Linked DNA regions of Sus scrofa: regions 1 and 3 are each linked to region 2. Evidence: chromatin contacts called from public HiChIP or PLAC-seq data. All regions are on one chromosome and are shown on one strand. The core of a region is the stretch at or near the end of the contact, and the rest is flanking DNA. Distances in the headings are between cores, read along the strand shown.

Region 1 (3,598 bases), core at 90-2,589, 220 kb after region 2:
AAAATCATATCTGCTGCCACTGAGTACACATACTGTTACTGAGATGCCAGGATTCATCTTGCAAAGAGTAATAGCAGGACCAGCCACAAAGAAAGACGGTATATTTTCTGAAACATGTAAACAGTTTGTTCCACAAACATATCAGACATCAAGTTCAGGGCAGTAAACAGCTGTCCTTGAACCTAGACAGAGCACCGAAAAGCAATCACACAAGCTGTGCTCTGCTCTAGTTATTTTTATGGACACCATGAGATCGGTTTTATCATACTTGAGATGGTGGCATAGTTTTGATTCTTTGAAGCCCTTCATTTGTGTTTCCAACAATTCCAGCACTTGAAAGTATGCTACAAACACAGAAGATTGAGAACCTTCAATACAACAGAAGGCTTTATACTTTTGTAAAAGACCTGGGGATACATACAGATTTGGGTTATCTATGATTATCTGATTTTGGTTATGTGAACCTACTCCTTCAGAGGAAATATGAAATTAAGCGAACGCTTTAATTTAAGGACAGATTCTGCATCCCAGAGGCAATTTTCAGAAATAAAGTCAAAGTAAATTAGACCAACCCTAAATCTAACATCTCCATCAGAAGACATTATATGATCCTAGATACTCTCTTTATTGCAGCTTGTGCTCTGCGACATAACTATCTCTCAGGATGCCAAAAAGAGGAGACTGTGAACATCAGAGAGCTCAAAATTTCCCAAAGTGTTCCTCTTCCCTCTGTTTTCCATCTTCCAACTAAATCGTATTGGCAGCCCTTTTCTCCCCTGAAGGTTTGTGTCTGAACCTGATACAGGGCTGGGGCCTCTTTTGGAGTAAGCTTTTGCTTCAATAAGTTGTATCACAGAAATAAATGTGAGAGCTTCCCGTCCCTGCCAATCATATCCATTCAAAATAATAGCACTTGCCAGGACCGGAGGTTGTGGGGAGGGAAGAAAGAGGAGAGCAGGGAGGAGGTAATGTCAGGAATTGTTCCCTTGCAGCTGGTATTGCTCAGTAACAACTGTTCCTGCAAAACAAAAGATCACTTCAGAAAGCCAGACAGACAGAGGCCAACAGAAAGAGATCATTATAATCACATGTTAGAATCAAACAGCTTGAATTACTTTGTTCAAGCCTCTTTAAGTTTCCTCGCTGTTTCATATAAACGTAACAATTCGACATACTCTACTATAAATACTATAGCATCAATATAATGACAAAGAAATCATCCTTCCAAACATCTACCAATTAACAGGTTTCTTTTCTGCTTAGCTTCCTCCATCCTGGGGAGAAAAGATTAAAGATGTTCTAACACAGGGAGGCAGTGTAGCACAGTGGTGAAGAGCACAGGCTTGTCCCCAGAGCAGGATACTGTCCCAGCTTTGCTTCTTATCTGTGTGACCTTGGGCAAGTTTCTCAACCTCTCCAAAGGCTTAGTTTTCTCCATTGCTAAATGAAGATTGAAACTCATCTCCTTGATGGGATTGTGAGAATTAAGAGAAATTGCATGTGAAACACTGAGCACAGCACCTGATCCCCTAAAGACCATGTAGTAAGTGTTTGTTGTTTGGAGTCAATAAATAGGTGAAGAAACAAATACGTCATTTTCCCCTTTGGACTTCTCATTTTCTATCCTCATCCCACCCCCAATCTAAGCCAAAAAGAGGGAAGTCTTTGGAAGTAGTTGTGGCACGCTTGTCAGGTCAGATTGCCAAAGGAGAATGTGATGTCTAATTGGCTGGTCTTAGCTTTGCTGTTGGATCAAAGACCTGCTCCACAGCTGTCCTTCCCTCACCCTTCTCATATGTCCCCTCCCGTCACACAGCAGCCACTGGGCCTGTCCATGTGGGAGATGACTATTACGTGCCAGCAGTTAGGTAGGTCCCGTTCAGGAAGTAAGAATTACCCAACTTTTATGTAGAGACAGTGTCCTGGGGCAAAGTCACAGTGATAACAAGGAGACAGGTGTTGGGGGTGGGGTAGGAAAGAGGCTTTTTTTTGTCGGGGGAGGGGGGGAGTATCTTTTTTTTCTTAATAGACAAATATGTGAAGTGTTCCTAGCTTTAGATCTTAGCTTTTTCCTTAAGATGTTTACTTAACTGTCTATAACTTCTTCAACACAACATCAAGACTGACCACATCCCACATAATCAGAAAAAGACAAGGGAACACTCCTTAGGTCTATGTGAACGATGGAACCAAGGAGGAATTTTACAATTATAGGTTTCCTCTGACGAAAGAACCAAAAGGTCCTCTGCACACCAAACTCATTTCATGACCGCTTTGGCCTCAGAAGAAGTGGGTGGCACAGTCACTTTCAGTGGTTTATGGGCTATTCCAATGTCCGCATCAGGGAAAAGAAATCTGGTCACGTGCAAAACCCCAACTGCTGATTCGAATGAGTTGCTGTGACAATGTTTTAAAAAATGCTTCCTAAAGGAATACAGCATGCACCCACGTGAAGGTATTTGCCTGTGTCAGAAGTTGCAGAAGTGCTAAGTGACACTGAGCTCAGCTGGCCTAAAGCCAAGTGAAGTATTTCACCCTGAAGGAAATTATAGTGCTGTCATTGTGTTGTAATCAGCCTCTATAAAATGAAGCATTGTGTTTCTGCTGAGTCGTGAGCAGAAAAAAATGATGCAGGATCTGGCTTCCTTAGGGGAAGAGGGAGAGTGTATCTCTGCATCCACAGAAGAGGATATTCCATTTGGTCTCCTGAAGTATATATTTTGCTCATCTTTTTTTTTTTTTTTTTAATTCTGCCTTTTCAAAGGGAGTTGTCTCTGACCCAAAATTGCAACACTCACTATGTGCAGAAGATGTTGCCATCTTTGTTGCCACTGATTTATAGAAGAGCACTCATTGTTTACACCCATCTTAATATACAAGAAATTTAGGTGGAGGGAAGAAAGTCTTGAAAATATGACACATGCTGAATTTTTCTCAGCTGTCTCCAGCAGCAGAAACCAGGCCAACACTTTAATGAAGAGGCCCACGAGGCGTTTCCACATTTTAAAGCCTCAGCAGTTAAATGGAAAATTAGCTCAGGCATATATGCTCAAGTATAGTAACTAGGCAAGCCTGCTGAAAACCAAAGGTTGTCATTACAACAGGTCATTTGCTGGTTAGGAAAGAACAAAGATCACGATAGTTCAACTCTAACATTAAAAAAAAAAAAAAATTCCCAGTAGTTGGATAATGTGGTACTTTAGGCAAGAGACCTAATAAAATACTCTCTGGTTATTCCTACATGGCCCAATCCTATTCTTCTCTTATTTCAATACTCTGAGCACCTCTTTCAGTTTTGAAAATAAAACCCCCAATTTTTATCTACAGACATGTGACAGACTGATTTTGCTAAGAGTCTCAGACCTAATCTCTATTAATGTTTAGCTTCTGGTTGCCTCCAGTTTAGAAGTTGGTGTGCCCACTAGAGGGGAAGGCGAAATAGCCAATGACATCTTATTTTGTTTGACAGATAGGGTTTTTGTTTTGTTTTGTTTTGTTTTAGTATATCTGTTCCTTTGAGGAAATAATAATTACAGCTACTATTTACCAAGTGTTACACCAGGCACCATCCTAGAGGTTTTAAAACATGATCTCCTTT
Region 2 (3,841 bases), core at 542-3,041:
GGCATCCTTCCTTTGAATGGTCCCATTTACAAAGCCTAATAAATCAAAACTGTGGTGCCCCGATCTGACGCCATCACATCCCGATAAACCACCTAAAGACTCCCTCGTGTTCAGAGTTTCCGGTGCGGTAAAATGAGATTACCTTCTTTCCTGGTTTTCCAACTTCACGTTTGAAAATGAATTCCTCCGAGAGGGATTTTGGAAACATGAAAAAACACACAAGTATTTCCCTGTCCTAGTTTTATTTCTTGATTGGCCGCAACAAGAAATGTTCAAAAATGTACATAGCAACCTGTTCTGACAATTCCCTTTATCTGTGGGGGTCAACCCCAGTACACATTGAGATCACCTGAGGAACTCTTAAATAGTAGTGCCAGTGTCCCAGCCCCAGTGGTACTGATTCAATTGGTCTGAGTTGGAACCCAGGCAACAATAGTTTTTAGATTTCCCCCAGATGATGGTTGTGATGAACAGCTATGACTAAGAACCAATGCTAACTTCACAAACACTGCTGGACTGGATCCATTTCTATGAGTCCAAGTTCTTTGTTCAACTCAGAGGAGGGTGGCTCAGAGGAGATGTTTCCTTGATTCATGAGCTGCTCTTGCCTGTCACGTACATTTTCTTCATAATTGACTAAGACGTGCTCTGACTCATTTCAAAAGTCAAAGAAAGCCTAAATTCTACTTTTAAGTAGATCTGAACAACTTCACGATCTCTATGCTCTTGCATGTGAAAAGTGCATTTTACGTTACAGGTCCTTTTTTCTTACAGAATCTCATTCCATCCTCAGCATAGTCCTCAGATAAACAAGTCAGATGTTATTCTCCCCCTTTATAAAATTTATTTATTTATGTATTTATCTATTTGGTCTTTTTAGGACCCATCCCACAGCATATGGAAGTTCCCACGCCAGGGATGGAATCGGAGCTACAGCAGGTGGTCTACACCACAGCCACAGCAATGTGGGATCCGAGCTGAATCTTCGAAATACACCATAGCTCATGGCAAGGCCGGATCCTTAACCCACTGAGCAAGGCCAAAGATCAAACCCACATCCTCATGGATACTAGTCAGGTTCATTACCACTGAGCCACAATGGGAACTCTTATTCTCTCCTTTTAAAAAGGAGGAGCTCATTGCCTTGAAGGGAGGGAGTCATTTCTCTAGGCTCACACCAAGGGAAAATGGCAGGATCAAGTCTAGAATCAGGTCTCATCTTCTTTGCACCACCAATGCTGCCCACAGCTGAGTGTGCTCCCCAATCCTATTGACCCAGAATACCACCCGACTTCCTTTGCCTTCTGAAGTGCTTCTCAATCCCAAGGTGCCTCAAATCACCTGGGGATCTTGTTACAAATGTAGAATCTGAGTCACTAGGTTTGGGGTGGGGACTAAGAGTCTGCATTTTGAATCTGCTCCCACTGACACCGATGCAACTAGGAACCACACTTTGAGGAGCAAAGTCATAACAAAATCACAGCATATGTCCCTTCAAATCATACTGAAGGAAAAAAAAATTAAACTGAGCTTCACTCCTCTCCTGGATGCTCAGGAGACAACACACATTTATTGAAGAAAATCCTTCAGCTCCTTGGCCGTTGTCTCTAGAATACATGTTATTCTTTTGGCAGCCAAATCATCATTGCGCTCATGTCTGGGAATCGGATCAACAGCTGGAGTTGCAGCAGCCACTGGCTAAAATTTCCCTTCCCCCCATCTCTTTCTCTGCTGCTGCTGCTCTGCTTCCAGTTCTCAGGCCAGCAGGATAGGCCCACTGGGACCAGAGGGCCATCTGGCCATGCAGCTGGCCTGGGTTTCTGAGTCTGAGAACACAATGGCGATTCAGTGCTGCAATCCAAGTCCTTAGATGACATCTTTAGTTCCTGGAAATAAACTCCGAGGAACAGTTATTGACAAAGGGTTATGGCTTGAAATCCATTAAAATAATGTTATATTGGCATTGATGAAGATGCTCTTTTTCAGTCTATTCTTACCCTTAAAGTAGCCTAATTATTAAATACCTTTCCCTTGGCAATATGTAAGAATGCCCTGGTGATCACAAAGAACCAGGACCCAAAGGCTTAGGTTTAGTTCCATTTCTGCTGTGGACTAGACAACTTGGAGCACATATTATTAGCTTTCTATCCTTTAGAAAAGTAAATGATAAAACTATAGGCTCTTCAACAATCTTTCTTAGCACTAATACTCTTTGAGACAGGGGTTGTATCTTCACAAATTAGTAGGAGAAATGATCTTAAAGAAATTTCATCTCTCTTCCCTCTATTTACCCATTTACCCCCCAAAAAACTATCTTACATTCTGATTGCCCCACAAGCCATTTGATCATAGCTTGCTATATTGTGGAGCCACCCCATATTAAACAGTCATTTTTTAAGAATTACCCATTTGTATGTAAATACAATTTTAAAAGAAACCATTGAACATGTGCAGCTCTGTCTTAACACAGAGACCCTCTCAATCCCATTTGAATTGGATTCTTCTTTCCTCCCTCTATTTGCTCTCTTACATTCCCTGCCATTCTGATGAGTGTGTACATTTACAATCATAAGAATTTTAAATAATCATATTTTTAAATAATAATGATGTATTCCCTTCACTTCTTTCTAATCTCTGCACCCCCATGGTCTCATAACTTGCCTTTGCTCTTCTTTGCCGCAGGGAAAGAATGTGCCAGAGGAAAAGGCAGAACTACTCCCATGGGTTTTCTCCCTTTTGTTTAACAGGAGACCTCCACATAAGGGAGGTTCTCAAAGAAGCCTGAACTGAGGATTTCCTTCAGCCCCTAAAGAGATTCCCCCAAGGGTCAGGAAGAGAGAGGTCAGGGAGCAGAGGGTACCTATGTCTCATTCCTGGTAACATCACCTGGAAGATAGCCAGACCACAGAGAGGGAAGGGAATGGCTGTAGGGTACATACCAGCCAATGGGACCAGAGCCAGCTTCATTCAAGACACCTCTGCCCAAGCTGAACATGTATGGGCCTGAGACCCACTATTCCTGGAGGGTGAAGAAGACCCAAAAAACTGGAATGGGACAGGTGTGGGAAGACCTAATGACAGCTTACCCCAGCAACTTAACATTGCACAAGATCCAGAAATGTGACACAATCCTGGGTAGAGATGGGGAAACCCCAGAAGGGATTGAGGTTAAATTTTCTTTCCACTAACCTAGCAGAATGCAGCTTGCAGTCAGAAATCAAAATCTGAAATTGAAGTACTAAAACAAAGAAAATGAACTGAAATACATTATCCCTCCCTAAAATTCATATCTGCTCCATCCACATGGAGTTGTAGCGCATAGTTTTGCATGATCAACTCCAGTAGGAATCAACACTTAAAAATAGTGGAGAATCTAAGATACTGTTCATTAACTGTTCCTTGAGTGCTAAGCATCCTTGAAGTACCTAGAGCCATGCATGACATACAGCAGCTTCTATGAATATTGCTTGCTGGCTGGCTGGTTGCCTGAATGACCAGCATATTTAATAAAACACGGAATCAACTCCCTTCCTTTCTTTTATTGTGCCAGTTTGAATACAGAAAGACAGAAGACTATTTGGATCAGTAAAATGTGAGCTAAGAGTGGGCCCTTAATAATAGCCTTTACCAGATCCATTTCTGCAGAGTACTCCAAATATCCAGACTACAAGAAGTCATTCCTTTTCACCAGAGAGCTGACCCTGGAAGGCAGACAGCTGCTATACATGGTTTTACAAGGACTGTAAAGGCGTTAAGGGTTTTGAAGTTCCAGGACCACTGTGAAGTCTGAGATGCCATATTTCGAAGTGCAAAGTTCATCCTCGGCAGCTGTGCTATAACC
Region 3 (3,578 bases), core at 1,014-3,513, 190 kb after region 2:
TCTCTCTACTGGCAGACCAAGGAGCTGAAGGTATAAAATCAATGTAGACCTCAATGTCAGTATTCTCTTTAGCCGCCTCATTCCAAACTTTGACCTCAGGTGGATAACCACTCCCAACTATGGTTTGCTCATTTGGCCTGAAACTCAGCCAGAATCATAAGCTCTACAATTCCATCTATACTAGCTTTCCTCCTGCATCTTAGATGAATTCCAACTTTCCATTCTGCTCACCAGTACCCAAAAGGATGGGACACACAGTAGCTGAGACAAGACTTTGAATGCTTAGTGGAAGGACCACATTCAAGCTCGGACCTCTTGCTCTGGATAACAATGTCTAGGCCCCTCATTGCTCTGTAACTGCTCCACACACCCCACTTGATATCCTGTCCTGGACAGTAGATCCAAAAATCCTTGGAGGACTTCTGCCAGTTAGGGCACACTCCCCTGTCACTCATTCCGCTGCAAACCCAAGCATTATTTTTTTATCCTCTGAAACGCCCATTTCTTTGTCACGTCCTTAATACGAGCTCTTTCCTCTGCCTGGAAAGTTCTTTCTCTTCATTCTTCCCAGGGTTCGCTCCTCCTGACAGTTATTTCCAACCACTTTATGTAAATTGAGTACTTCTTTAATTCCTTACCTCAACATCCAGTTTATTTTTCTTAGATTGCCAATGTTTGTAAATTTTTTTTTAATTTTGTGTGCGGGTGTGTTTATCTCTTCTACTAGAGGCTAAACTTCTTAAGGGCAGGGACCACATCTGGCTTGTTCACCTCTAAACCCCAGCACTAATACAATGCCTAACACAAAGCAAGCACTCAATAAAAAAAATCGGTGAGTGGATTAATCAGTAACAAACACTGCCATTTATAATATGCAGCTCTATAATCTGTAATGTACATGTTAAGCTCCTAAACCAGAGCAGCACTGGAAGGTATGGCAGGGTGAGGCAGCAGGTAGTGTGTATTAAAAGCTTTCTTCTGCTTTAGAACCAGAGGTATCCCATTTGGCCTCATTTGATTGCCTGTCACCTGTGATCCAGATGCCACAGTTCATTCTACTGGCTGTACCAGTATCAAACACATTTGTATGGAAGGTTCTGGACCTACTACTCCAGGGAATAGTTTGGAAGCAGAGAACTGTTTAATCTCTGGAACCATGTAGTTTGACAGCTCAGGAGGCACTAGTCTTAGCCGGCCAGGCACGCCTTCTGGCACTTCTCTCATCTCAGTTTTGGAGGAGCAGATCCCTCGCTGGAAGTCACTTCTTTTTTTTTTTTTTTTTTTTTTTTTTTTTGTCTTTTTGACATTTCTTAGGCCGCTCCCACAGCATATGGAGGTTCCCAGGCTAGGGGTCTAATCAGAGCTGTAGCCACCAGCCTACACCACAGCCACAGCAACATGGGATCCGAGCTGCGTCTGCAACCTACACCACAGCTCACGGCAACGCCGGATCGTCAACCCACTGAGCAAGGGCAGGGACCAAACCTGCAACCTCATGGTTCCTAGTCGGATTCATTAACCACTGCGCCACGATGGGAACTCCTGGAAGTCACTTCTTTTGCAAGCTATCCACAGATGGTTAATGAGCATTGTGTTCAGTGATGGGCCATTAGTATGGACCGGCAAGACAAAGTCAAATGAAGCATGTTCTCAGGTGGCTCAAGACAGACAAGTGTACAAAGAAAGTTTCTGCTTTTGAGTTGATAGAGGCAGAGAGCATTATCTTGATTCATATAGGCATTCTCCTTCTGACACACATATAAAACCATTTAGATGAACCAACACAGGAGTTCCCATTGTGGCTCAGCAGGTTAAGAACCCAACATAGCATCCGTGAGGATGTGGGTTCAAAACTTGGTCTCACTGAGTGGGTTAAGGATCCAGCATTGCCGCAAGCTTCGGCATAGGTCACAGATGTGCCTCAGATCCAGTGTTACTGTGGCTGTGGTGTAGGCCTCAGCTGCAGTCCCAATTTGATCCCTAAGCCCAGGAACTCCCATATGATATACTGCAGGAACAGCCATAAAAAGAAAAAAAGACCAAAAAAATAAGTGAATCAACACAATAAGGGAACCCACAGACATGTTAATGTGTACAGTCATATTTGCCATCTCTCATAAGAGCCTGAAAGTATCATGTAGAAAATGAATCTCACTCCAAGCATATGAATCAGACTTTCATTCAGCACAATGACTGTTCCTTTAAGGGAATGTCTAGAGCTGCTGCACTGTCCAGCCCAGTAAGCACAATGGAACATTTTCCTTGGGATTACCTCACTCCCAGTGACCCACACAGGAAATAATTATTTTGGTAGTCGCCAGTAAACAGTGAAACACACTTACTTGAAAAATAAGCTCTTTTTTGACCCTGCAAGACAGTGGCTTCATGAGCATAGCTGGACTAGTTTCCACCCAAATTCAACAATTTTATATGTAAAGGGTACCTTATTCTTGGATTGTGGGTTCTCAGATCCAGGCCACACTTCAGAGTTCTGCCAAAAAGCCACAGCCAACAGTAGCTTTCTTGTATTTCTGGCTAAAAAGATTGTGGCATCAATGAAAAATTGAATTGCTTTTCCTGGGATAGAATATGGAAATTTCATAAATGTCCTAGCAACAAGCTCAAACACTCTAGTCATGTCTGAGAAGGTACTTCTGCCCTTACTGACGTCAGTCATGGGGTGTGTCAGAGAAATATGGCCACGTTAGGAATAAGTGACAGTTTGTTGTAGACAGGATTTGGGGGTCTGAGTGAAAAGGCTAGATCTCTACTGCGTATTATCTGTGGCCTAATTCACAGCCTTTTCTTTCTCTGTGTATTCCCCCAAAAGGTAGCACCCTAATTGGAAGATACAAAGCTCAGGAGAGTAATGCTGCCTGTTGAAACACATGAGTTGAATTAACAAGGCTATAATCTCAACTAAAATTGACTCTATTCCACTGAAATCCAAAGTCATCAACTTAGGAGAGTCCTGAAACCAAAAATAATAGTACTTTAAACACCACAGATGCTTTTTCCTTTCTCATCTAACAGTCTGGGGGTACGTGGTTCAGGGCTGGTATGGCAGCTAGAGGTGCAGAGACGAGGTGCCTCTGTCATGTAGCTTCACCATCCTTGGACCCACGTGATCCAGGATGAATCACTCTCACATCCCAGCCAACAAGAAGGTTAAGATGGAGAAAGGGAGGGGCTGCCTCTTACCTTTAAGGATACAGCTCAGAAATGATATCATTTCTGCTTATATTCCATTGGCCAAAACTAAGTCATATGACCAACGAATGTCAAAGTTGGTTCCAGCTACATATGGGCGATTCTATTACTAGAGAAAAAAAAGGAGACTCAGTATTGTGATTTAGCCAGTGGTTGGCCACAACGGTCAATTTTCAGATTACTCCTTTGATGATGGAAAGTTGTCAGAAGACAGTCTCTTTCCCTGCAAAGCTATTGCACTTGCCCCCCTCCAAAATTATCCCGCTTATCAGCCTACTAAATGCCTGTATGATATACTGGGGTGCTTAAGGAAGAAAAGGCCATGAGAGAAGAACTACAGTGTCCATGAACCTTTGTGTGCTGACATC

The links. HiChIP or PLAC-seq counts read pairs in DNA pulled down with a chosen protein or histone mark.
Region 1: an H3K27ac HiChIP or PLAC-seq map of skeletal muscle shows a contact between it and region 2, with 4 times the contacts expected there. The contact joins two enhancer-like sites. A contact is called at or near these places in 2 of 47 Hi-C or Micro-C datasets (both in skeletal muscle) and 1 of 2 datasets of contacts at active chromatin or transcription factors (skeletal muscle).
Region 3: an H3K27ac HiChIP or PLAC-seq map of skeletal muscle shows a contact between it and region 2. The contact joins two enhancer-like sites. A contact is called at or near these places in 1 of 47 Hi-C or Micro-C datasets (psoas muscle) and 1 of 2 datasets of contacts at active chromatin or transcription factors (skeletal muscle).

The regions. Positions count from the first base shown.
Region 1 is chr15:107,085,767-107,089,364 of Sscrofa11.1, reverse strand. No RefSeq gene overlaps it. Among named protein-coding and RNA genes, the nearest start is that of CD28, 41 kb to the left of the region's middle. Within about 2 kb of position 1,339, at least 29 of the 83 cell types and tissues checked have an H3K27ac peak or open chromatin away from gene starts, as enhancers often do. A contact at or near this core is called in skeletal muscle, where this site is marked.
Region 2 is chr15:107,306,166-107,310,006 of Sscrofa11.1, reverse strand. No RefSeq gene overlaps it. Among named protein-coding and RNA genes, the nearest start is that of CTLA4, 25 kb to the right of the region's middle. Within about 2 kb of position 1,791, at least 16 of the 83 cell types and tissues checked have an H3K27ac peak or open chromatin away from gene starts, as enhancers often do. A contact at or near this core is called in skeletal muscle, where this site is marked.
Region 3 is chr15:107,113,111-107,116,688 of Sscrofa11.1, reverse strand. No RefSeq gene overlaps it. Among named protein-coding and RNA genes, the nearest start is that of CD28, 13 kb to the left of the region's middle. Within about 2 kb of position 2,263, at least 22 of the 83 cell types and tissues checked have an H3K27ac peak or open chromatin away from gene starts, as enhancers often do. A contact at or near this core is called in skeletal muscle, where this site is marked.